4 separate regions of the Mus musculus genome follow, and all the other regions are linked to region 4. A link is a contact called in public HiChIP or PLAC-seq and promoter capture Hi-C data. All regions are on one chromosome and are shown on one strand. Each heading gives the region's core, a stretch centred on a gene start, on an enhancer-like site or on the middle of the called end of the contact. The rest is flanking DNA. Distances are from core to core; before and after follow the strand shown. Region 1 overlaps Atp8b4 (ATPase, class I, type 8B, member 4). Region 2 overlaps Atp8b4 (ATPase, class I, type 8B, member 4). Region 3 overlaps Atp8b4 (ATPase, class I, type 8B, member 4). Region 4 holds the start of Eid1 (EP300 interacting inhibitor of differentiation 1).

The links. Promoter capture Hi-C pulls out the DNA fragments that hold promoters and counts their contacts. HiChIP or PLAC-seq counts read pairs in DNA pulled down with a chosen protein or histone mark.
Region 1: a contact with region 4 is called in a promoter capture Hi-C map of the HPC-7 cell line, with 7 times the contacts expected there. The contact joins the enhancer-like site here to the promoter of Eid1 in region 4. A contact is called at or near these places in 10 of 39 promoter capture datasets (the 3T3-L1 cell line, the C10 cell line, the HPC-7 cell line and 5 more), 1 of 484 Hi-C or Micro-C datasets (bone marrow-derived macrophages) and 4 of 115 datasets of contacts at active chromatin or transcription factors (astrocytes, bone marrow-derived macrophages, fetal liver and 1 more).
Region 2: an H3K27ac HiChIP or PLAC-seq map of cardiomyocytes shows a contact between it and region 4, with 7 times the contacts expected there. The contact joins the enhancer-like site here to the promoter of Eid1 in region 4. A contact is called at or near these places in 12 of 39 promoter capture datasets (the 3T3-L1 cell line, 3T3-L1-derived adipocytes, the HPC-7 cell line and 9 more), 1 of 484 Hi-C or Micro-C datasets (3T3-L1-derived adipocytes), 4 of 115 datasets of contacts at active chromatin or transcription factors (astrocytes, cardiomyocytes, embryonic forebrain and 1 more) and 1 of 9 other capture datasets (embryonic stem cells).
Region 3: a contact with region 4 is called in an H3K27ac HiChIP or PLAC-seq map of the NIH/3T3 cell line, with 8 times the contacts expected there. The contact joins the enhancer-like site here to the promoter of Eid1 in region 4. A contact is called at or near these places in 14 of 39 promoter capture datasets (the 3T3-L1 cell line, 3T3-L1-derived adipocytes, the HPC-7 cell line and 8 more), 1 of 15 datasets of contacts at CTCF or cohesin (pro-B cells), 17 of 484 Hi-C or Micro-C datasets (the C2C12 cell line, the HPC-7 cell line, cardiomyocytes and 10 more), 4 of 115 datasets of contacts at active chromatin or transcription factors (the NIH/3T3 cell line, astrocytes, bone marrow-derived macrophages and 1 more) and 1 of 9 other capture datasets (adipose tissue).

The regions. Positions count from the first base shown.
Region 1 is chr2:126,397,401-126,403,117 of GRCm38.p6, forward strand. It overlaps Atp8b4 (ATPase, class I, type 8B, member 4), which reads right to left. Exons shown (of 28, transcript NM_001080944.3): 13 at 188-396. Among named protein-coding and RNA genes, the nearest start is that of Atp8b4, 91 kb to the right of the region's middle. Within about 2 kb of position 1,816, at least 7 of the 459 cell types and tissues checked have an H3K27ac peak or open chromatin away from gene starts, as enhancers often do. A contact at or near this core is called in the HPC-7 cell line and bone marrow-derived macrophages, where this site is marked.
Region 2 is chr2:126,449,274-126,454,581 of GRCm38.p6, forward strand. The region is part of intron 6 of Atp8b4 (ATPase, class I, type 8B, member 4); the gene reads right to left. Among named protein-coding and RNA genes, the nearest start is that of Atp8b4, 40 kb to the right of the region's middle. Within about 2 kb of position 1,583, at least 44 of the 459 cell types and tissues checked have an H3K27ac peak or open chromatin away from gene starts, as enhancers often do. A contact at or near this core is called in cardiomyocytes, where this site is marked.
Region 3 is chr2:126,425,315-126,431,281 of GRCm38.p6, forward strand. It overlaps Atp8b4 (ATPase, class I, type 8B, member 4), which reads right to left. Exons shown (of 28, transcript NM_001080944.3): 8 at 2,043-2,113. Among named protein-coding and RNA genes, the nearest start is that of Atp8b4, 63 kb to the right of the region's middle. Within about 2 kb of position 4,152, at least 18 of the 459 cell types and tissues checked have an H3K27ac peak or open chromatin away from gene starts, as enhancers often do. A contact at or near this core is called in the NIH/3T3 cell line, where this site is marked.
Region 4 is chr2:125,669,478-125,675,161 of GRCm38.p6, forward strand. It overlaps Eid1 (EP300 interacting inhibitor of differentiation 1), which reads left to right and starts at 3,623. Exons shown (of 1, transcript NM_025613.3): 1 at 3,623-5,684. The coding sequence starts at 3,715. The coding sequence ends at 4,194. It overlaps Shc4 (SHC (Src homology 2 domain containing) family, member 4), which reads right to left. Exons shown (of 12, transcript NM_199022.2): 5 at 790-843.

The DNA.
Region 1 (5,717 bases), core at 566-3,065, 730 kb after region 4:
ATGTGTGCAATAACTAGTTTATGGGTGTCCATTATCTGTCAAGTATCATAGCAATGCTTAACAAGAAAGCCATGATGGTTTGGTAAGGGGGGGCAAGGGGATATTAGTTTTGAATGATGTTTTTTTATTTATTTATTTACTTATTTACTTATTTATTTGGTATCATTAAGAGAAACTATTCCCTTACCGTAGACTCTTCCATTAATGGAACATTTTTTAAAAGTCATGATGTTTTGGGTGAGAGTTCCTGTTTTGTCAGAGAAGATATATTCGATCTGGCCCAGTTCCTCATTTAGAGTGGTCGTCCGGGCTTCAGCAGGCATTGCTTTCGAAGCATAATACATCTTCCGGTCCCAGTTTATAAAATAACTGTGTCCCAGACGGATTACTTCCACACTGTGGTCCATTAACATGAAAGAGAAGAAGAAAGGACAGAGAGAACCTGTCAATACATGAACACGCAAAGCTTTGCCAAAATCCTCAAGACTTTTAAAAACAAAAATATATAAGTGCTTTGTCCTTAGGTCCTAGCAATCTTCAGAAATGCCTCCACTGAAAATCTGCCCATAAACCTTGGTGCCCAAGGTATTTCCTTTCAGCATCATAAAGTGATATGGCTGGCTCATCAGAAAGCCTCAGGCAAGGGCCTGCGGTTCTCTCTATTAAAAAAGCCCAGTAGAGTGTTTTCTGTGGCACATTCACTTGAAACTCAATCTGCATCGCAGAGTAAATGGTTCCTTACTGAAGATATTTGGCATATATCTAGTTGGAAGATATTTGGCATATATCTAGTTGGAAGATATTTGGCATATATCTAGTTGGAAGATATTTGGCATATATCTAGTTGGAAGAAATGTGTCCTGAGACATTGATCTGGTTTTACTTTCAAAAGAAGTCAGCAATAAGTCTCCACTAAGCAGTAAACAAACCGTGATCAATCCTGGCTAAAAACAGTTTGTCACTGTCCGTCTACTAGGAAGAGTGCAGTCTTTGTGCAGTAATGGATTATACATTCAAACTCCAGAAAGGGGAAGTCTGTGGCCAAAGGACTAAGTCCAAATGTCTGTCATCTATGATGCCAAATGGGGTGCCCAAAAGATTATTGCAATGTGAGGTATCAGTTTTCATAGAAATTTATTAAGGGATTTTCTTAGGCTTCTATTGTATTAACTGCTTGGAAAAAAACTGTATTTCATAAAATTAAGGGCAGCCTCAATGATAAGAATATGGTTTTTTCCCAGAAATCCCATTTTAAAGGTATTATATTGTAACATATTCAGTTTTGCTTTATTTTTATATAGTTCCATACCACAGCAGGACAGATTTGTTCCTGGACATCATGTTTGTTATTGATAGGCTAGGTTTTTTAATTATTGCTGATCTAAAAAAAAAAAACTTTAAAGTCCTGTGTGTGTGTGTGTGTGTGTGTGTGTGTGTGTGTGTGTGTGTGTGTATGTGTGTGTGTGTGTCTCACATTATCAGATACTTAGCTGAATTCTATCAGGGGTGTATATCATTTTGGATGCCTAGGTTTATAATCACTTGTATGCATGATTTTTTTCTGAATTGGTTTGTTTTAGTTTAATTAGTCCTGTCTTTACTCATTGAACTTCAATTCATGTCTTTGTATATTAATAAGAGCATTTGAAAGAACATAAAATTGCACCAATAATAGCACCGACCTACAATTTATTTCTGATCTGAGTAGGATTTCTTATCTTTACAGGAAGAGGGCTAGATGGTGTGTGAGAATTCTGAATGCTGTGCATCTAGTTCTAAAGGCTGGGCACAATACTTCCCTCTCAGAGTAACATGAGACCAGGTCATCTCTGAGTTTCCCCTAAACTAAAACCACACAATGACTAACATAAAACCCTATGAGAGAAAGATGAACAGATCTTAATTCTGCATGTGTTTATATATTTTAATGTGTGTTTTACTTTTCTGCCCCTCTCCCTGCATCCCTAACTAGCCACTCTGGCTCGGGTTTTTGCAGAGTAGCTTACTGTTTCCTTATTCCTTTACATGGGGAGGTGTTAGGACTAATAACAGTTCAGACCCATCATCCAACCTGTCCTAAACAGGCAGACCGTGTCAAGTGAGTAGGTTCTAGCCCTCTAGTCTCTAACTTCACCAATTAGGAAATTATGGCTTGCAAGATTAAGTGACTAACCCAACTCACACACACACACACACACACACACACACACACACACACACACACACACAATAACCAGAATCCCAGCATCTGTTACAGGCAATGCAAACCTGGCCTTCACTATGGTATTACGCAATAATCTCCCCTTACTGAAGGTTCACTTCCTATAGTTTCAGTTACCCACAATTAACTGTATCCAAAACATATTTGATGGAAAATTCCAAAATTAAACAATTTTTGCTTTAAGTTGTGTAATGCTCCCAAAGGGTGAACTGTTACCCCATCCTATCCTGCTCTGCCTGGATCTACCACACCTGAGATGTGATAGACCCTTAGCTGATACATTCCTCAGCATACACTATCCACATAGCAGCCATCTTAGCTACCAGATCTATTAGTAGGGCACTGAAGTGTCTGTGTCCAGGTAATGTTATCACAATGCTTAAGTCATCAACCACACTTCATCCTATCCTTCTGACATTATATCATCATATATCAAAGCAGGGTATACTGGTTGGTTTTGTGTCAACTTGACACAAGCTGGAGTTATCACAGAGAAAGGAGCTTCAGTTGAGAAAATGCCTCCATGAGATACAGCTGTAAGGCACTTTCTCAATTAGTGATCAAGTGGGGAAGGCCCATTGTGGGTAGTGCCATCCATGAGCTGGTAGGTAGTCTTGGGTTCTATAAGAAAGCAAGCTGAGCAAGCCAGGGGAAGCAAGCCAGTAAATAACATCCCTCCATAGCCTCTGCATCAGCTCCTGCTTCCTGACCTGTTTGAGTTCCAGTCCTGACTTCCTTTGGTGATGAATAGCAGTATGGAAGTGTAAGCTAAATAAACCCTTTCCTCCCCAGCTTGCTTCTTGGTCATGATGTTTGTGCAGGAATAGAAACCCTGACTAAGACACAAGGGTACACACAGAACAATGTAATACCTTGAAACAAGAAAGCCATGTTATATAACTTTTACTGTACTATGCGATTATAATTTTTACATTTGTTCACTTTATTGTTAATCTATTACTGTGCCTGATTTGTAAGTTAAACTTCATTATAAATATTTATGCATAAAACAGGAGAAATGGACATGTAATGTTCAGTATGACCAGCAGTCCTGAGCATCTCCTGAGGATCCTGGAAGACATATTGGCCCTGAAAGGAGGGCCACTCTGCAAAAATCACTCAAAGCTTTGAATTGTCTGCAAACCTGGTAGCTCCTTGTAAATTCAAAGCAGGTTTGTAGCAGTCTTTTTTATTCTCCCATGATGCACTACAAGCCAATGGGAATCTGCAAAATGCATTTATGTTCCTGAGCCTAAAAATAGCCTATAAAGAAGATAGATCTCCTTTTTGCTTAGAAAGAGAGGGTTTAGGGGAGTGGCCGTACTACATGCAGCCCTTTCTTTCACACACACACACACACACACACACACACACACACACACAAAGAGACATACACAGGCACACACACACACATGCACACACACACATAGAGAGACATACACACACATGCACGCACACAAGTACACATACACACATAACCTGTGGCTGGATCTTTCTAAGTGCATAAACACACTGACAGCATGAAAATATAAGAATAAATGTCTCTGCTCACCTGGAACTTTTAACTGTTCAAAGCAAATCATGACTTTCACCATATGGCATTAGTTTATGTATTGTACCTTATCCAAAAGCCTAATGGGGGCTTGGGTCGGGGGCTTCAGTCTTCATCATAGACACACGTGTTCCTGTATCAGAGTGTTTGAGCACTTAGGACCAAACAGCCTGAAATTTCTTGAAATGCTTTCCCCTCAAGTTGAGATCAAGATCAGTTATTCAGAGAGAGGAAAACCCCAGTTTTTTATCCTCACCGGTCCCAAATCACACAGTTTAGAGCCAGGGGAGAAACAAGGTGCAAATGTCAGGCAGTGCAGATTTAGATCTTCATTCTGATCTAATGAGCTATGTAATCCATGAACGAATCAACTCCCCATTTCAGCAAGAGCTACTTCAGAAGATTTGGGGGATACATAAGTAAGATAAAGTGTGTTTAGTGGCTCATGCAAGACATTAAAAAAAGAAAGGAAACATAGCCATCTATGGAATGTGGCAAGTCCTCATATTCATGTCAGATTATAGAATGGCAGAGAGCGATTTTGAAATAATAAAAAGCAATGCATAAAAGACTAGTTTTAAGCAATGAAGCACTGTACTGAGATCAGATATAAATGATTAATGTACACATGGATCAAAGGTGGGTGCTATTTTTTTAATAGAAAGGAATCCAGAAATCAACAAAGTTGATCATGGCTTTTCTGGCAAAGAATGGCATTTATTGCAGGCTTTATAATGGGATTCAAGCATAAGAGACTCTCAGTACTGAAGATGAGCCAGTAGAATACAGATTACACAGAGTCCAGGCTGCCCACAGCTCCAGACTGCCCGGAGCAATTTGTGGTGTTGTGGCCACATGTCCCTACTTCAAGTCAATTTCCCACAACTTGACATTTCAGTTTCCTTACCACTATCCAAAACAAGAGTGAATTTTGTTCATTAACTTTCTTTGTTTCACTGTGGCTTAGTTTTTGGAAAGAGAAAAGAGAAGTTAGTCATAATTAGAGGAGAGTCAGGGCTGGTGGCTTTGTATATTGTTAGTATTGATGGCAAGCATTAAAAAAAAAAAAAACACACACAGCCAAGCCTGTCCTCGCTCCAGGATCTTGGGGACTGACTCAGTCTTGGTAGGATTGGGATAGAGAATGTCTCAGGTAGACTTACCTAAACCTTGTGGAGCACACTCTGTCACACACATACATGTATGAAAAAAGAGAAATGGGTACAGAGAGAAGAAAACATACTTATGTTTGGAGAAAGAGAACACACAGAAAGAACAAAAGAACAAATATTCACTCACAGAGAGGAAAAGAGAACACACACACATACACACACACACAAAGTTGAAGGTTGATACAGACAATGACAGACCATTTTAATATCACTCTGTGAAACTAGATCTAGAAACTGTACACCAGAATAGTGGGAATTAAGAACCATAGTTACCTACAATAGCCAGGTACTATCACCTACCTTACTTTGGGTCCTTTCTGTATTTATTTATGATGCTGCCAAAAATAAGGGAGACTGCTACTCATTAAGCTTTAGAGTATGCCAGACATTCATTGAGTCCTCAGATAATCCTATGAGATAGGACTTATATTTTGCCCACTTTTTTAAAGTGAAGAAGCTTAAGAAGTTAATGGTGAGGTGATTTTCCCAATGTTACAGGAGTAGTGAGTGGTAGGACAGCACCTGCATCCAAGTATCTGAGGCAGACCAATGGCTGGAAGGCCACATCTCAAGACATCCTGGGTTTTTCTTTTTCTTACCTTAAACCAACTCAATTTTACTGATCATATTCCATGAGTTTATAGCTCAGTTTATATGTTCCAAAGAAACACATCTCTAAGAAACCATACTAATCAAGAAGAAAATAAAATGCATTTGTTGTGATATGAAAATGTACACGTTAAACAGCATTGAAGAGCCAAGTTGCCTTATT
Region 2 (5,308 bases), core at 333-2,832, 780 kb after region 4:
GATACACATATATGATATATATTACATTTAAATTAAAGAAAACTTAAGGGCTAGTGAGATGGCTCAGTGGGTAAGAGCACTGACTGCTCTTCCAAAGGTCCTGAGTTCAAATCCCAGCAACCACGTGGTGTCTCACAACCACTCATAATGAGATCTGATGCCCTCTTCTGGTGTATCTGAAGACAGCTACAGTGTACTTAAGTATAATAATAAATAAAAATCTTTTTAAAAAATAAAGAAAACTTAAAATATTTAATAAAATAAATAAAATTTTTAAATAAAATAAAATTTAATTAAAAATTAAAGTCAATTAAAGAAAAGGGGGCCATAACTTTGAGAGAGAATAGGTGGGTACCTGGGAGGGATTGGAGGGAGAAACAGGAAGGGGGAGATTGATGGAGTTATATTCTAATTTCTAGAAATAAAAAATTACAATAAATAAAGTTTAAAAGAAAAACAAAAACACTCAAATCTGCAGTTTTAAATAGCCACTGTTCTCAAATGTTCTCTGCCATGATTGTTGAATACTATTTTCCTTCATTGTCTCTCAACTCCAAAGTTCCCTGGTCTTCGTCCTTAAAAGGAGATGCAAGAAGAGACATGCTGCAGTCCGGAGAGAAAGGAAGAAGAAAGCGAAGATTGAAGAATCAGCAGCTAGTCTCCAAAACAGAAAGAGAGGCTGCCCCTGCCAGGCTGAGAGCAGAAAGAGGGCAGCCCCTCAGCCAAGGGAACTAACGCACAAGGAAAATAAAAGCCTTTTGGAATTTCCCTCTGTAATGAAGGGTTGGGTGTAAAAGCAAAATGACAACCAAGAAAATAGGACGCTCACTGAGCTGTCCCTGGGGCCAGAAGCAGCTTAGAACCTGTGTATCCTGGGGCACAGGAAAAAAGAGTGCACGTCCTGTTTTCTAGTTTTAATTTGTCTTTTTCTTATATCTTTACATATATATTGTATTATTTGTTTCATTAAACTTTCAGTGGGAAAAATTATATGGAAGAAAGCAAATTTCCTTCCAAAATCAGGCACGTAGCAGTTTAAGTGTGGGCTCTATGATCTCAGATCCTAGTTCTACTGTGCAAGTGTTTAAAGAGTTGACGCCCCTTGTCGGCTGATAGAGACAGTAAACAGACTGTGCGATCAGGGCCAGTAATTTCCAACAGACACTTAATAACTAAGTCAAGGAAGGGGGAGTGGGGAACAATTCTTTCCTTCTGGCAGAAGACTTAATATTTTTTATATTCTAAAACTATTTACAGTTCATATGGTTTCCAGACCCCCTCTCCCAAAGCAAGGGCCTCATCCCCCTGCCTAAGTGCCTCAGCATTCCACATGTGACTCCTCAGGCAGCCGGCCAGGAGAGCATTTGATTCTAAATGAAGCCTTAAATTTAGCAGTGTGAAGGGGAGGCCAATCTGAACACACATGCCTGGGAGGGACAAGGACACCAGATGGGGCCAGGGGCGAACACAAACTGTCAACCAGCCAATTCAAAACGCCTTGCTCGGAAGGCAAGGTCTGTGCAGGCCCCGCGGGCCATCTCTACCCTCCATGCCAGCGTCTAGAGCCAGGCAGACCTGGTAGTTTGCCCATCTGGCATGGAGCACAATTCTTCCTCCGTCCTTTGGAGTCCATTCCGTTCCCCCAGCAACATTCAGTTCCCGTCTCCTGGGATCTCCCCGCACTTCCTTATTTTAGTAACTGGTCAATTGCACCTGCGACTCATCTCAACAGCGAGGACATTTCCAAGCTTCTTTTGTCTTTAGGTCTAATTTAGAAGTCACTGGCCTGCTTTAAGTGTTCTCTGGACTGAGGGAACGAATCACTCCGAATACATGGCTTAAAGGAGTAGGATGGTCTGTTAGCAGGGTGTGCGCAAGAATGGAATCCCTCAGGAAAAGGGGGTAGGTCTGTCTGCTTTCCCTGCTAGCTTCCAGTAGCCCTTGAGTCCCTTCTTGTGGGGCTAGGTAGGTCGAATGCCTGCTACCTGCTCCCTCCTCCTCCTCCTCCTCCTCCTCCTCCTCCTCCTCCTCCTCCTCCTCCTCCTCCTCCTCCTCCCCTGTCCCTCTCCCTCCGCCCCCATATTGCCCTCTTTTCTCTATCTCAAGATATCTGTGGTTGAGTCTAGTATATACCCTGATCCAGGGTCATCTTACCTCAACATCTAAATTATACCTGCAAAAGTAAACAATTTTATTCTAAATAAGACCACACCCATAAGTTCTGTAGGTTGGAGGTTAGAAAGGCTGCCAGCATGGTAGAATATAGTAATACAATCACAATTGTATCTGAAAAGACCGTTGCACAGAGGAATAGAACAGAAAAGGCAAAGACAAGGGACACAAAACAACAGAATGTGTCAAATATAAATTAACTTGGATCTAGAAAGCAAGGTCAAAAGTAACTTCAGTGTTTCATTCATAAGCTTAACATTCCAACATTTCTATCCATAATAGACCATTCATCTGCTAATTTAAAATTCATGGAGAAAATTAACCCACTAAGCATATCTCAGGGACCTGAAGGCAGAACGATCCAATAGTAGAAACTTTTAGGAAGAAGCCTTGATGCAAGTGAGCAATCAACCAAATACTATCAAAAAACATCTTTTCAGTATAGACAATCTTTGAGCTTGGATTGAAACAAGACTACATTTCTAAAGTTAATAGTCTCACCACCCCCCAAGATCTCTGGAGTTTTGGCTTGGGTTTTCTGAACCCTCAATCTAATACTTTTTATAAAGGAGAGATACAATAGGGCCTGCTGCATGAGTAAGTCCCATTGTTGTCTATAATAAGAGAATCAGGTTACAACAGGAATGGGATCCAATTGGAGCCAAGAACAATTCGAGCCTTACTGAGGGGCAATGGGGAGACACACATGATGAGCCCCAGATGCTGAGGAAAGACAATGGGGCCAGACACACTGTGCACCAGACACTGGAGGACAAGGGAGAGTAAAAGGCCAGAGGACAACTGTGAGGGGGAAAGAGCTGGATTCCCACCTTGTTTGCTGAGGGGTGTGTGGTGTCAACCTCCTTTACCAAACCTGGATTCAATATTGTGTGAGAGGCGCTTTGAAGGATCTTTCACAGTTCTCTGTGTTATATAAACCTTAAAGGAAAATAGGTCTACTACTAAAAACTCCATGTGCAGACTTTGAAAGCGTTACAACACCCTATTATATCAAGATGCACCTCATTTGGGGAAATAGTTGCCCTTTAGAAACTCAACCCTTAAAAATTCTATCTATGCAGCATAGTCATTGGCTATGATGGAAAATTGTTATAATAACTATAACAACTTTGCAGCCTGTGTACAGAAGTCAGCCCTTTGGCAAGCAAATCCTCCTGTCTACAAAGCCGGCAAAGGGAAACTGCCCAAGAAAGGGCCAAGCCAAGATGGTTTGAAAAGTGCAATTAATTTTTTGAGAGTGAAACTTTCTGAAATATTTTTATTGTGAATTAGCAACATGAGGTAAAGATGAATTTTATTTTTGTGCTTTCACTGAATCCAAATAGCACTCCAAACTATTCCCATTTCTTTACTTCTGAATTCATTGTTAAATCTATGAAAGAATGTCTCATTGACATTGCTTTTGAAAACCAGAAAGATTCTTCTCCTCAAGTTTTTCTTTCAAATATGCAAGATCTTTTTACATGCTGCAATCACAATGGTGTGACCACAATATGTGATCCCACTGTCTTCTCCAGTGTGTAAACCAAAAGTCTCCATTCCAATCAAAGTAAGATGGCGTAGCTCAGTGTAGGGAGCATTAATCCTCCCATGGATCGAGAGTCCCACTCTTCCATTTAGAAGGCACAGAGAGACATGCTCAGTGTGTACCAGCAACCAACACACTAAGCCCAGTAGTGTGGGGTTTTATTGTTGTTGCAGATTCTCAACTACAAAGTGTAAGCGCCTATCAGGAAACATCACAGAGGAGGGGCAGAAAGAGTGTCAGAGCCAGGGGATAGGGAAAATGTGCACCACAAAGATGTCTTCTGGAAGGGACGTAGTCATTGCACTTATGAACTCCCTGCAGCTGTCTTTATCTGCACAAGACCTGCATAAGACTGGGTCCCGTAAACGCTATCATACATTGGGTTGGATGGATTCACTGCTGAATTCTACAAATTTTTCAATGCTGAAAGGACCCTGATATAGCTGTCTCTTGTGAGACTATGCCAGGGCCTAGCAAACACAGAAGTGGATGCTCACAGTCAGCTATTGGATGGATCACAGGGCCCCCAATGGAGGAGCTAGAGAAAGTACCCAAGGAGCTAAAGGGATCTGCAACCCTATAGGTGGAACAACAATATGAACTAACCAGTACCCTGGAGCTCTTGACTCTAGCTGCATATGTATCAAAAGATGCCCTAGTCAGTCATCACTGGAAAGAGAGTCCCATTGGTTGTGCAAACTTTATATGCCCCAGTACAGGGGAACGCCAGGGCCAAAAAGTGGGAGTGGATGGATAGGGGAGTGGGGGGAAGGGTATGGGGGACTTTTGGGATAGCATTGGAAATGTAAATGAGGAAAATACCTAATTAAAAAAATATATATATATAAAAGAAAGATTTAATACTAACACTTCTCGAACTTTCCTATAGGATAGAGAAGGAACACAATCAAATGTATCCTATGAAACAATTATAACTCTGATGCCAAAACCAGACAAAGAAAGAAAGCTGCAGACCAATCTCTCTAGTGGACAGGAACCTCAGCAAAATGCTCATAAATTGAATTCAAGGGTGCGCTAAGAAGAGTACTCATCATAAGCAAGATAATTTTGTCCCAAGAATACAAGATAGGTTCAACATAGCAAATCAATAAAGCGTAATATACCATATTAACAGACTTAAGACAGAAATTATGTGATCTTCTTCATAGATGCAGCAAAGGCATTTGACAAAGTTAAACAACCTTCTTGATAAGAAATCTCTGATGACTGCAGCGCAGTGGTGGTGCACACCTTCAATCCCAGCACTCAAGAGACAGAGTCAGCCAGATCTGAGTTCAAGGCCAGCTTGGTCTACAAAGCAAGTTCCAGGACAGCCAGGGCTACACAGAAAAACCTTGCCTGGAGGAGGGGGAGAAAAGCCCCGACAAAACCAAAATTATGCAGAAGACAGCTCAGCATACTAAAGACTACATATGGCAAGCCTCTGGCCAGCATCACACCAATCCTTTAAACACTGGCACAGGACAAGGGTGCTCTTTCTTTTCAGTCTTATTCAGGCAAGAAAAAAATATAAAGAGAGTAAAAACTGAAAATGAAGAAGTCAAATTATCCATTTGACAGACAATA
Region 3 (5,967 bases), core at 2,902-5,401, 760 kb after region 4:
CCCTCCGGTAACATGAGAGCGACTCCTCCCAGACAAATCTCTGCCAGCTTGGGAAATGTCACTGTTGCTGGTGCTCATGGATCTGACAGATCTGTGGTAACAGAGCATTGTGGTATTCATTTTTATGTCACTAATGATATTGGGTAACTTTTCATGTGCTTGTTTGCCCACTGTGTGTCCTCTTGGTCAAATGTTTATTGAAGTGTTACAAAATGCCTATTTCCTAACAGGATTGGTTTTTTGTTTTTTTTTTTTAACTTTGTAAAGCATCTGTATATAGTCATGGTGATTCAGGTAGATACCTTGCAAATAGTTTCTACATGTTAGTAACTCATTACTATTTCCTCTTAGGGCTTTTCACTAATTAAAAAGATAATTTGATGATATCCAGTGTCCCCCCCCCCCTCCTTCCTCCCTGCCCCTTATCTCTAGAGAAACCAACCTTGTACTTGCTGCTTAAGCGAGCACTCTACCACTGAGCTAAGTCCCCACTCTCTATACTAACTCTTCTTATGTCAGATCTAACAATTCTTTGAGTAGCCCAAACCTCAAAGTCTTTCTCCCTTTTTTGCCTAAAATGTTTAGTTTCACTTCTTACATATGAATTTAATTTCCTTACTAGCTATAAAGCTATTTTAGTAATTTGTTTCATAGTGAGTGCATGGTCTGTATTTTTTGAGGAATGGTCCATTTCATCTATGTTGTCAAATGTACGTGTGTTCAGCTGATTATAGCAATTTCTCATGATCCAGCTGGCATTTTGGGGGGTATATTGTTGACTCCCCATTTGTTAATGATATCGCTCATCTGTCTCTTCCCTTCCTTCTCTCTGTCTGCCTTGCTTGAGGTTTGCAGATTAATTGATGTTTTCAAAGGATCAACCATGTTCTACTGTTTTACTTGGCCGAGTTTGTGTCAGGTTTGTAGAATTTTGCTCTTGCTTGCATTTAATTTATTTTGCTATTTTCTAGGTTCTCAAGAGAGAGTGGACAATTGATTTGAGGCTAGCTCTCTTTTCAAGTGTATGAATGGTTTCAGTGCTGCTGCTTTTCCTCTTAACACTGCTTTATCTGTGTCTAAACCTGTCCTTCCCAAACCTGGGTTTTACAAGATGAGCTACTCCAGTATCTCCACATGGCAACAACTTGGGAAACACTTGATAAAACTGTGTGCTCTATGTTGCCCAGTTGAGTCCTGCCTTTATTCTTTATCAACTTGAGGAAGTTACCTATCTGTCTGAGCCTTGGCTTCATGGTCTGTATGTAGGTCTCACACAGTACCTACATCAGGACTGCATAACGAATCACCTGAGTTGCACATAAACAGATAAATGGTATCTACACAATGTGAGCTGTGCACATACAGATAGAAGGTGCCTATACAGTGTGAGCTGTGCACATACAGATAGACTGTGCCTATACAGCGTGAGCTGTGCACATACAGATAGACTGTGCCTATACAGTGTGAGCTGTGTGCATACAGGTAGATGGTGCCTATACAGTGTGAGCAGTCAATGGTGTCAGCCAGATAATGGGATCCTCTAAAACAGAACAGCTAAGAGGTTGGTGGCTGGACTCTCAAAGCCAGTGTCAAAGCAGCATCATAGTCATCTCTCTGAGGGGTGTGTGCGCGCGCGCGCGCGCGCGTGTGTGTGTGTGTGTGTGTGTGTGTGTTTGTTGCCTTTTGAAACAGTCTCCATCTTTCTTCTCAGTAGCCTTTACTCCCACTCTCTCATTTTCCTTAGAAAATTAAATTTAAACAAACAAAATCCCCAAAAGGAACATCACCGCAGTGTACTGGTGTAAAATTATTCATGTTCACATACTGAGCCGAGCGTTTCTGAAAGAAAATACGCTGAAGAGACAAGTCAGGGTTTTCCAAATAAATTCAGGAGGAAAATTCAGAATTACTGCCAAGTAAACAACAAAGGACTTTACAACGTAGACTTCTATGTTTTACAAGGAAATGCAGAAGATGCACCTCTGGTCGCTCAGGACGTTTAGGTTAAACAGCCTAAGCAGCCGCTCTGGTTTAGTACTTACCCGTCAAGCTCAGCTGTTTCAACATAACAGAGACCGTGTGGCTCACTGCTCGACAGGAGCAGCAGGTCAGCCTGGTTGAGAAACCAATACAGAGGGACAGGTAAGAATCAGGGTTGTTGAAACCTCTCCTCCATGCATCACCCCTCCTTCATAGCCCTGGCAACACTGAGGAGGGAGGCACCACCTCCCACTCTGTGTGCCCATGCTTTGGGACCATCAGGGTATGAGCAGGTCTCCTGGCAACGTGCAAACTACTAGTGATCTGGGTTGCCAGTTTCGAAAGTCATATATGAATTCTATTTTTCTGGATTTAATAATTTCTTATGAAAAACAGAGATCATTTTCCAATAAATGAGCGAATTAACCCTCCTTGTGTGCTGGTGTCTGAGCCGCTTAAAGCAGGAAAGGAGTCAAGAGGGTGAGAACGCGCGGATAAAACAGAAGGAAAACCAAAGAAAAGAAGAAATGAAAGTAAACAAGAGCAACATGGACGCAAGGCGAAGAGATGAGGAAGCGATGGAAGAGTAAAACACGAGAGAAAGCGGGGCCCACACAGCAATGGGAAAGAGTAAAACACGAGAGAGACAAGAGAAAGTGGGGCCCACTCAAAGAGCGCAGAGGGTGCTCTGGAAAATGACGCTTTAGAAAAGACTTCAACCCAGTTTTGGTTGTGAGCCTAGGCTTTAATGACTGAGCCATCTCCTAGACAGGAAGCCACCAAAATGAACTCTTGCAAGTGGATGGTGACATTGAAGCATAACTCTCCACAGCTGACGGCTGGCGTGAGTGCGGCCGGGAAGGGCTCAGTCCTATTTGAGAGGCAGGTGTCACAGTTTGACCATGCTCCAGTGAGTTCACAGATAACGCAAATTGGGCTTAAGGGGGTTCTATTCATTTTTATTTTTACTTTTTTTATTTTACCTCCCTGAAGGGAGATCATAAGGGTGGAAGGACTGAGAAATGAGTTTGATCAGTGTGCGTGATGTGAAATTTCCAGGGAATCAATAGAAATGTTATATTGGGAAAACAAAACAAAACAAAAAAAGAGCAGTGGTGACCAGTGCTATAAAACCAAGTTTTGAAGGTAATATGTCCCAGTTAGACTCCAAAAAATACTAAAATAAGATCCAAAATTCTGCTACATTTTACTGAATAAAACATCTAAAGATGTCAAAAGGGGGAGGAAGAAAATACATCACAGTTCACTTTTAGAATTCTGGCTGGTTTTGTTTTTTTCTCAAATTAAAATTCTTATTTAAAAATAAATGTAATTCTGGAGGATTCATCTAAAAAGAACTGACCTAAGTTTCAGCAACTTATGAAACTTTAGCCTAACAAACCTCTACGTGTATCTGAAAGGTTGACAGTCCAAGTCTCTAAAATCTTTTATTTAGAAAGACATTATAATGGCTTTATCTTCAAGTCTTAGATTTTAAGTTCAAAATCAACCCACTCAGTTAATTGTCTGGGTTGTTTAAATTATCAAAAACGGGGGGCGGGGGGGACAATGAGAGTTGTTTAAATGAAGGCTCCATGATAGCTCCCAGAGGAACAAACGCCCCTGCATCCTGGTGACTCTCTCAGCTCTGAAGGAATCACCACAGAAGCCAGTCAAGGCAGAAACTGCTTTGTGAGCCCCTCGGTGTGTTCCATGCAAACCCCCTCAGAGAATATGTCCATCTGGGGCCCACTCTTACACTAACGCTCACCTAATCCTGACCCAAAAAAAAAAAAAGAATCTGTGCTGGGGGGTAGATTCGCCTTGATCTCCGGTCATATGTTCCAGTTTCACCATGTCCTGGCAGACGGCATGCTAGCGGTAAAGGTGAATGCCCTTTGGAGCTACGGCTATCATCTTAAGGATAGAAAGATAACTTTAAACACAAGCTAAAATTCCTTATTGTAATAATGCATAATTAGAACTCTTTATGGTGCATGGATAAAGATGCCTGTTGGTATCTGGTGTAGCTTTTCCTCAGAGCTCTGTGTAGATGGTAATGCAATGTCACTGTTCAATATTGAATCTGGCTGTGTTTAATGCTTCCTCTGCAGTAAACCAGGGGCAGAGCCACCTCAACCTCAGACAAGCGACTAAGGTTCCACTGCCACCTAGTGGCTAAGGTCTCTTAACCAGCACTCACCCAACTTAGACTGGAACACGGGAGTACCTTAACCCTCCTGTCTAACTTTCCCTACTCTGTCTCCCTGGAAACCTACCCTCCTACCTCTTCCTAAACCCTCTCATGTCACCTTTGATATCGCTGACCATTCCTCTCCTCACTCACACCCTCTTCTCTTCCCTACTGCTAACATCTTCCTTGGAGGCTTTTTTTAGTTATCATTAAAGAGTGTGTGTGGGAGAACAAGATTGATGGTGTCCATCCAGCAGAGTAAGTTGTGAAAGGCATCTAGCACACAGTTAGAGTTAGACTTTCTAAGGCACTCTGCAATAATCCTGAAAGGGAACGGGCAAAGAATTATAGCAATAGCCTTGCTAGTCCTTGGTCAAGCTTTTGTCAGAGGTGGTGGGCTAGTAGTGTGAGCAAACTACCGAGAGGCCATAGCAGAGACATACAACAGGGAGAGAAAGTGTGATTGTCCAGATGCCTAGCTGGACCAGGCCAACGCCACCTTCCATTATCCCCTAGTCTTTTCTTTTATCAGTTATTGGTGGAAGGATTCAGCTATGACTCCACATAGGAAGCAGCATGCAGCATGCTCCAACACAAACACCTTTCCCCCAGCCTTCCTGGGCAAGAGAAAAACCCGAGCAGATACCCAGTGGAAGCTTAAAGGCAGTATTCCCATCCGAAGAAACTTGAGAATAATCTACTGGATATCTTTGAGGCCTCAGAGCCAAATACATTGTCTCCAGGGTTCATTGGGTGTAAATGTTCGTTAAGTTAAAGAAGAAAAGAAAACACTGAGGAATAGTATCAATCCACAGCCATGAAATTTCTTAAGAACTTATAAAAAACACTCTCATAACTTAATCAATTCATTGCCTATGCAAATCTGTGAGGGAAAAGGGAAAGGGACTCCCCTATATCCAGCAGAGGCCATCAGAGGTCATGGTGAGTGTCAACAACCCACTTGAAGAGCCTGAGACTAGAGTGTTGGCATCATCCTTGAAAATGCTCCAGGATTAAGTTGTGGGACTAGAAAAATGCCACCGCCCTGATCAAGACTAGTACTCTGCTGTGGTGGCCCCTGGGTTCTAGGATGACATCTGTGAGAAACAGAAATGTTTCTCAGACATGCTTTGCTCGGTATGTCTGTTTTGTCTGCTGCTGTTCAGAACATCCAGGTGTGTGAGTGCTGGGATACCAGAGCCATAACAGAGGGAAAGATGCATTTGTGGGGCGATTGTGAGCATCGCTTTGGGAGCTCCCAGGACTTTCTAGACTGCAGAGCTCTTCGTCTTGGCTGTCATGCACATTATCCTTACTCTCAGAACAACATACCAATTCTAAAAACTAGTGTATCATGGGTCAAAGCTCACAATGAAGTCATAAGTGAAAGGGGGTGTGATTACAGATAACATACTAACTCAAACTTTAAAATTTCAGACCAAGCAAGGGTATGTTGAAAAATCATTCACTAAGCACTGGTTATATCATTTTGTTTTGCTTGGCTTTTGTGATCAAATTTTTCAATTAAAAAAATGATTGAAAATAAAACAAGAGTCTAAGAACAGTGCCTAGGAATTCTGGCATTGCAACCATGAGGACCTGAGTTCAGATCTCTAGCAGCCATGAATCCAGGTCGGACCAAGTACCCTGTAGTCCCAATGCTGCAGACCACTGAGACGTGCACACCAGCAGCCTCGCTGAACGACGGCAGGCTCGGGTCCAGTGAAAGACCGTGTCTCAAGGGAAGAAAGAGAAGAATAGAAGAGGACACTTGGTGTCTCCTCCGTGTCTCC
Region 4 (5,684 bases), core at 2,373-4,872:
TTTCAAACACGGGTGCTCCCTTCTACAAACTAACTTTACCTTCATCAGGATTAAAGATGTGTACTAACGGTTTTGTCTGAATTCCAGCTAAAGGGATGAACCGGTGTGCTAAGGCTGAGCCACACCACAACTAGATTCAGCTTTTTTCAGTAAACAGCAATCTCGGTGTTCACAGTGTGATAAAATATCCGGCAACACAGTGAGGAATCAAGGAATGACACTCTGGAAAGTATTCTCGGAGAGAACCCCTGTACAATCTGTGACTGGTGAGCACTACAGGCTCTTGACAGAGAGCCCCCCCCCACCCCCCCGTGACTGAGCAGTGTCTTCAAGGTTTACACAAATCTGGATGGTCATTATAGACTGGCCTTGTTAGCCTTGGCTGACAACTCTGATGGTGAATGGGATTCCCATCTTGGATTAAATCTGACTGATAATCTGCTTAGTCTGCTTGTGGGGAACATTCTGCAAGAGAAACGGCAGTGCACACAGGACACACAGATCTCACGATTTTTATGTTAACTGAAAACTTACCAGATGATAACTCAGTGGCTACTAACACCACAGAGGGCTAGCAGTCCTTCTAGTAAGCCTGACCTTTTAAAATCCTGACAGAGGAAACATTTGCCCAAACCACTGTGGGTGTTTTGTTTTGTTTTGTTTTGTTTTCTACCTGATACATGAAGCATTCAACAAATTGCAATATTGAAAAAGACATGAAGTAGTTAATATTCTGCATATGAAAATTCTTAGGACTCACAAAAAGAACTTGTACAAATCTAAACTTACAGGGTCCCCTCCAGAGGCAAATGAAATCGATTGCATTTGGTGATTTGCAATAATCTGGAAAACAAAAGCAAATTAAACATTTTAACACTATAATGTGTTTGATTTGTTTCTACTTACTTAGCATCCCTTTAGAAACTATACTGTCTGCATTCTAAAATAAACTCTTGTTGTTGTTTTGCTATTGGGATTGAAACTGAAGTATTGTGTATCCTAAGGATTTACTCTACCATTAAGTTACGTTCTCTACTCTCATCTGACCCATGGTGCCTTTCTCTCTGCCCTATTCACCTAGGTAGACATACGTTCTAGGTCTAACTATCCAATCAGCAATCTACTCAACACCGCTCTCTAGATACAGCCAATCAGTGTTTTGTGGGAGAAGCTGGAATCAGTAGTAGAAGGAAAAATATCTCTCTCTGCCACTAAGGAACACCCACACTTGCCCAATGGGGCCATCTTTTGCTGTCATGTGAGTGAAGCCTTCTGGAATATAAAAATTTCTTTCCAGAAAAATTGAGAGCTGAGAGTTAAAAAAGCAGACTTGGAAACATGTGTCATCAATTTAACCAGAACATTTCCCCCCTTCCCTTCATACTCTTATTTATTTTTTCTGTTTATAGACTTAGTGTATTTACTTTTGTTTAGTTATTCACTACTATGTATCCAAACACACTAATATTAAGATTTCTAACATGGGGGATAGAGAGGTTGCTCAGAGGTTAAGGACCCTGGTTCCAGTCCCAGTACCAACATGTTGTCTCAAACAACCTGTGACTCTGGTTCCAGAAGATGCAAAGCCCTTTTCTGGCCTCTAGGGGCACAGAACATGTACATAGTACACACAAGTAGGCAAAACACCCACACATAAACCTAAAAACGATTGAAAAACATAAAGACTTCTGATATCACTAGCCAAATAACTGCACTAATTTAACCCAAAATGATTGTTTTATTGGAGATTCTAATTTGTTTGCTTGTGTTTGGAAATCACAGTGCAATAACTGACTTGTATAGGTTTTAAAGGTTAATTAAAATGCCAGCTATGCAACTACCAATGAATCCTGATTGCAGAACTGTGAGGCAGAACCTACGAAGGCTGTACATACAAGACAGCCAAGCAAAACTGCTCCTAGAAGCATACTCAACAATAATTGAATAAAGTTGTGCAACAAGATGTTTCCTTAGGAAATGAAATAACTAGGCTATTTATAATAGCCCTGAATTAGAAGCAATCCTGAAGGTGACTATTGTGATATTCAAATAGTAGACTGCTTAAAATATGACAACATATTTGTTGGGTTAAAAAAGAAGTCAAAACAAAGAATATATCAATACATCGTTTCATTTATCAAAACTGGCAAACTTTTTATTGAACTATTTGCATAAAGTCTGAATTGTGGTTATTCACGAGGCACAAAAAGAGAGAAGAGTGGTTTTCTGGGATCCACGAATGATGCCTTTTCTTCTGGGTAGTAAGTAAACAAATATATGTAGCTTGTGATAATTAAGCCACACACATTACCTGTGCACTTTTCTCTATTAACATTTCAATAAGAACAAAAATCAACATGCAAAGATTATATTCCAATAACAGCTCATGAGAAACTTCATTTAATGGATAAAGAGGAAGATTTCATACAAATATGTTCAAGTATGTAAAACTAGTAAGGATCATGTAACACTTTGGAGAAAAGTTCGCTGAAGAATATAAAAAATGACCATTGGCAAAAATTATATAAGATAAAGAGGAATGCTATGGAGCATTGTCTCTTGGACATGACAGGGCCATTGCATCCACGAATAATAAACTAAAGCTATGGAAAGATTATAAAGATACAATCAAGGCTGGAGAAATGGCTCAGCAGTAAACAGCATCGGCTGCTCACACTAAGGACCAGGGTTCGACTCCCAGTAATCACAGGGCAGTGTACAACTGACTTCGTTTCTAGGAGTTCCAACGCCCTCTTTTGGCCTCTGTAGGCACAATGCACACACGTGGCACACAAACATTACAGACAGGCAAACAAACGCATACACACGAAAGAGAGATCAAATTGATAAAACTTAAGTTTACTTATATTAATTCCATAAAACAATACGTGGTAAGGGTGTGGATATTCTCAAACACTATTGGCTACAGTTTAAGTTTGTAGAGCAACCGTGGCGCGTGATTATCTGTATATATTTAAAATATGTATAGCCTATTTTCCACCTTTCTTTATCCTAGTACTCACACATGTATGTGGTTTAGTTTCCCCATGGTATATACGTGTGGACATACACACAATTTATCTTTGGTTAGGTCAACTTCAATAAATTCAGAAGAAAAAAACCGAAAAGTTAAATTTTCTCAGTGCGCAGGACGGGACTAGTGGGATTTGAAATGGTGAGAGGTAATGGACATGCTGATCACAGGAACGCTGGGGAGGCAGGGAGGTGGAGGAGAGATGGCATCTGTGACAGAAGGCCAGGGCTTTCCATCTAGGCAAAGCAAGCACTTGGCAAGGAACTTAGAGCTGGTCTCCAGGTGGGTCACCAGCGGAAGCATCGCGGGTCCTGAGTGGGTGTGAGGGTGAGGTGGGAGTCCGGGAAACATAGGGGGTGAGGGGTGGGAAGGGAAGAGCTCGCGCCCGCGCCCGCGCCCGCGCACCACGCCCCCCCCCCCCCCCGTGGACCAAGCGGCCTACTCGCCAGCACACGCACGCCATGCTGGCACGCGCACCACGCCCGCCTACCCGTTTGCGCACGTGAAACGTGCTCCGCACGCGCATCACGCATGCCCACTCGCCTGCGCACGCGCCCCCCCCCCCCAGCTCGCGCTCCACGCACGCCCTCTTGCCTGCGCACGCGCACCACGCCCGTTCGCGCGCCCGTCTCTGCAAAAGGTTCCTTTTTTTTTTCCACCTTGGTCGAGTCGCTTCCACCATGGCGGAGATGGCAGAGCTTTGCGAGCTGTACGAAGAAAGCAACGAGTTGCAGATGGACGTGCTGCCCGGCGAGGGCTATATGGAGGTAGGCCGCGGGGCCCGCGGGCCGGCCCCGGAGGAGGGCCCCATGGAGGAGGAGGCCGGGCCGGCCGCCGCCCGCGCCCAGCGCGGTCTGTTCCCCGAGGCTGGCGCGGACCTGGAAGGCGACGAGTTTGATGACTGGGAGGACGACTACGAGTTCCCTGAAGAGGAGCGCTGGAGCGGCGCGATGCACAGGGTGTCCGCCGCCCTGGAGGAAGCCAACAAGGTGTTCCTGCGAACCGCGCGAGCCGGAGATGCCCTGGATGGCGGCTTTCAGGCGCGGTGTGAGAAGAGCCCTTTCGACCAGCTAGCTTTTATCGAAGAGCTGTTTTCGCTGATGGTTGTCAATCGACTGACCGAAGAGCTCGGTTGTGATGAGATCATTGATCGAGAGTAAATGCTGACGAGAGAGGAGGAAACTACCTGAGAGGGAGAGATTCAACATTCTGCTATTTTGGGGTTCATTCCAAATAGTTCTGTGCAAAAAATAAAAACAGTTGGTTTTTGTTTCTCGGAATAGAAGACGGGACAGTGAATGACCATGCATTGTGGAAAAGGAGAATCGAGGAAGGAGGAGTGTTAAACCTGAGAATCGCGAGGAGAAAAAGACCAAATCGTTCCTCTTTGGTCTCACAGGGGCTCAGCAAAAACCTCTGGTTCAGACTGTTGATCGAGATGATTTTCCTTACATTGGAGAAGAGCTTTCTCTGTTAAGCTTTTAAAGATGGTTTGGAAGAGTAAATTGTGACTACCAATACAAGAATCTAATTAAAGAATGGGGGGAAATACATTCCAAGATGTCTTTAATTCGAACTGAAAGGCTATTGAAAAAAAAAAAAACTTTCCAAATTCTTTTTGGTGATTTATACACATCAGTTATCAAAAGCTAAACTTGAGGTTTAAGATTGAGTATTCATCTACCCCACAGAGTAGTCCAAGTAAATGTGGGTATAAATGTAGACGTGTTATCATGTGTGCTGTCATCTTAAAATGTGTTACAAACGCTTCTGGAATTTTGACTGCACATGTATCTTCATGATTTATAAAGCTACTGTGACCTCTAATTTGGAAAAACCCATTGTAATGATTTTCAAAGTAAAGAAAGAAACAGGATGTCTTTTTAAGGTTTTAAGTTCATGCATTAAATAAAATGTATGGGAAAGCCCAAAGACAAACTTTCTAATACCCTTTTATACTAGGGAAATTTCACTTGCTGTTTTGTACCTTGACAGATGGTAAGACTATAACTGAAGTTCATATTGTAAGAACTGTTTGCTAAAATTGTCAAGTAAAAAGAAATCCTGCCTGTATCTATAAAAAGATGTATGAGCTATTATGTTGTCAAACTTTGAAGGTTTTAAACCTACCCAGAAGTCCACCTGGGTGTCTGATATTCATATTCTCTCTCTCCCTCTCTGCCTCTTTCTTCCCCTCCCCCTCCCTTCTTCTAATTATGCTTGTTAATCTTTATGCACCAGCATTGGCGATAATAAATTTTCTTGTTCTGTGTATTTTGCTTTGTCTAATAGCTTTGCATACATGCTTTATACAGGATTCTCTTGCTGTGTGTGCCACGCCTCCATCTTGATATTTAAACATCCAATGCTTACAATGTAAACCAGTATCAAATATCCAAAAAATGGGTTCTGGGATGTTAAAGCAAATTTCAGAGTTTTCTGGAAGACCCGCTCTGTGAATGTGATGCTATGGCTTAATTGATGCTGAAGTTCCTTGAGAAGAAAATGATGTATTAGCACGATGTCCCTGCTGATGCCACCATGGCAACCAATACAGAACAGAGCTGAGACAGTAGGATAACTCCTGGGTTTCTGTGGGGTTGGTTGGTTGGTTTTACAGTCATCTTGTTTGAGAGGCTGCCGAGGTGGT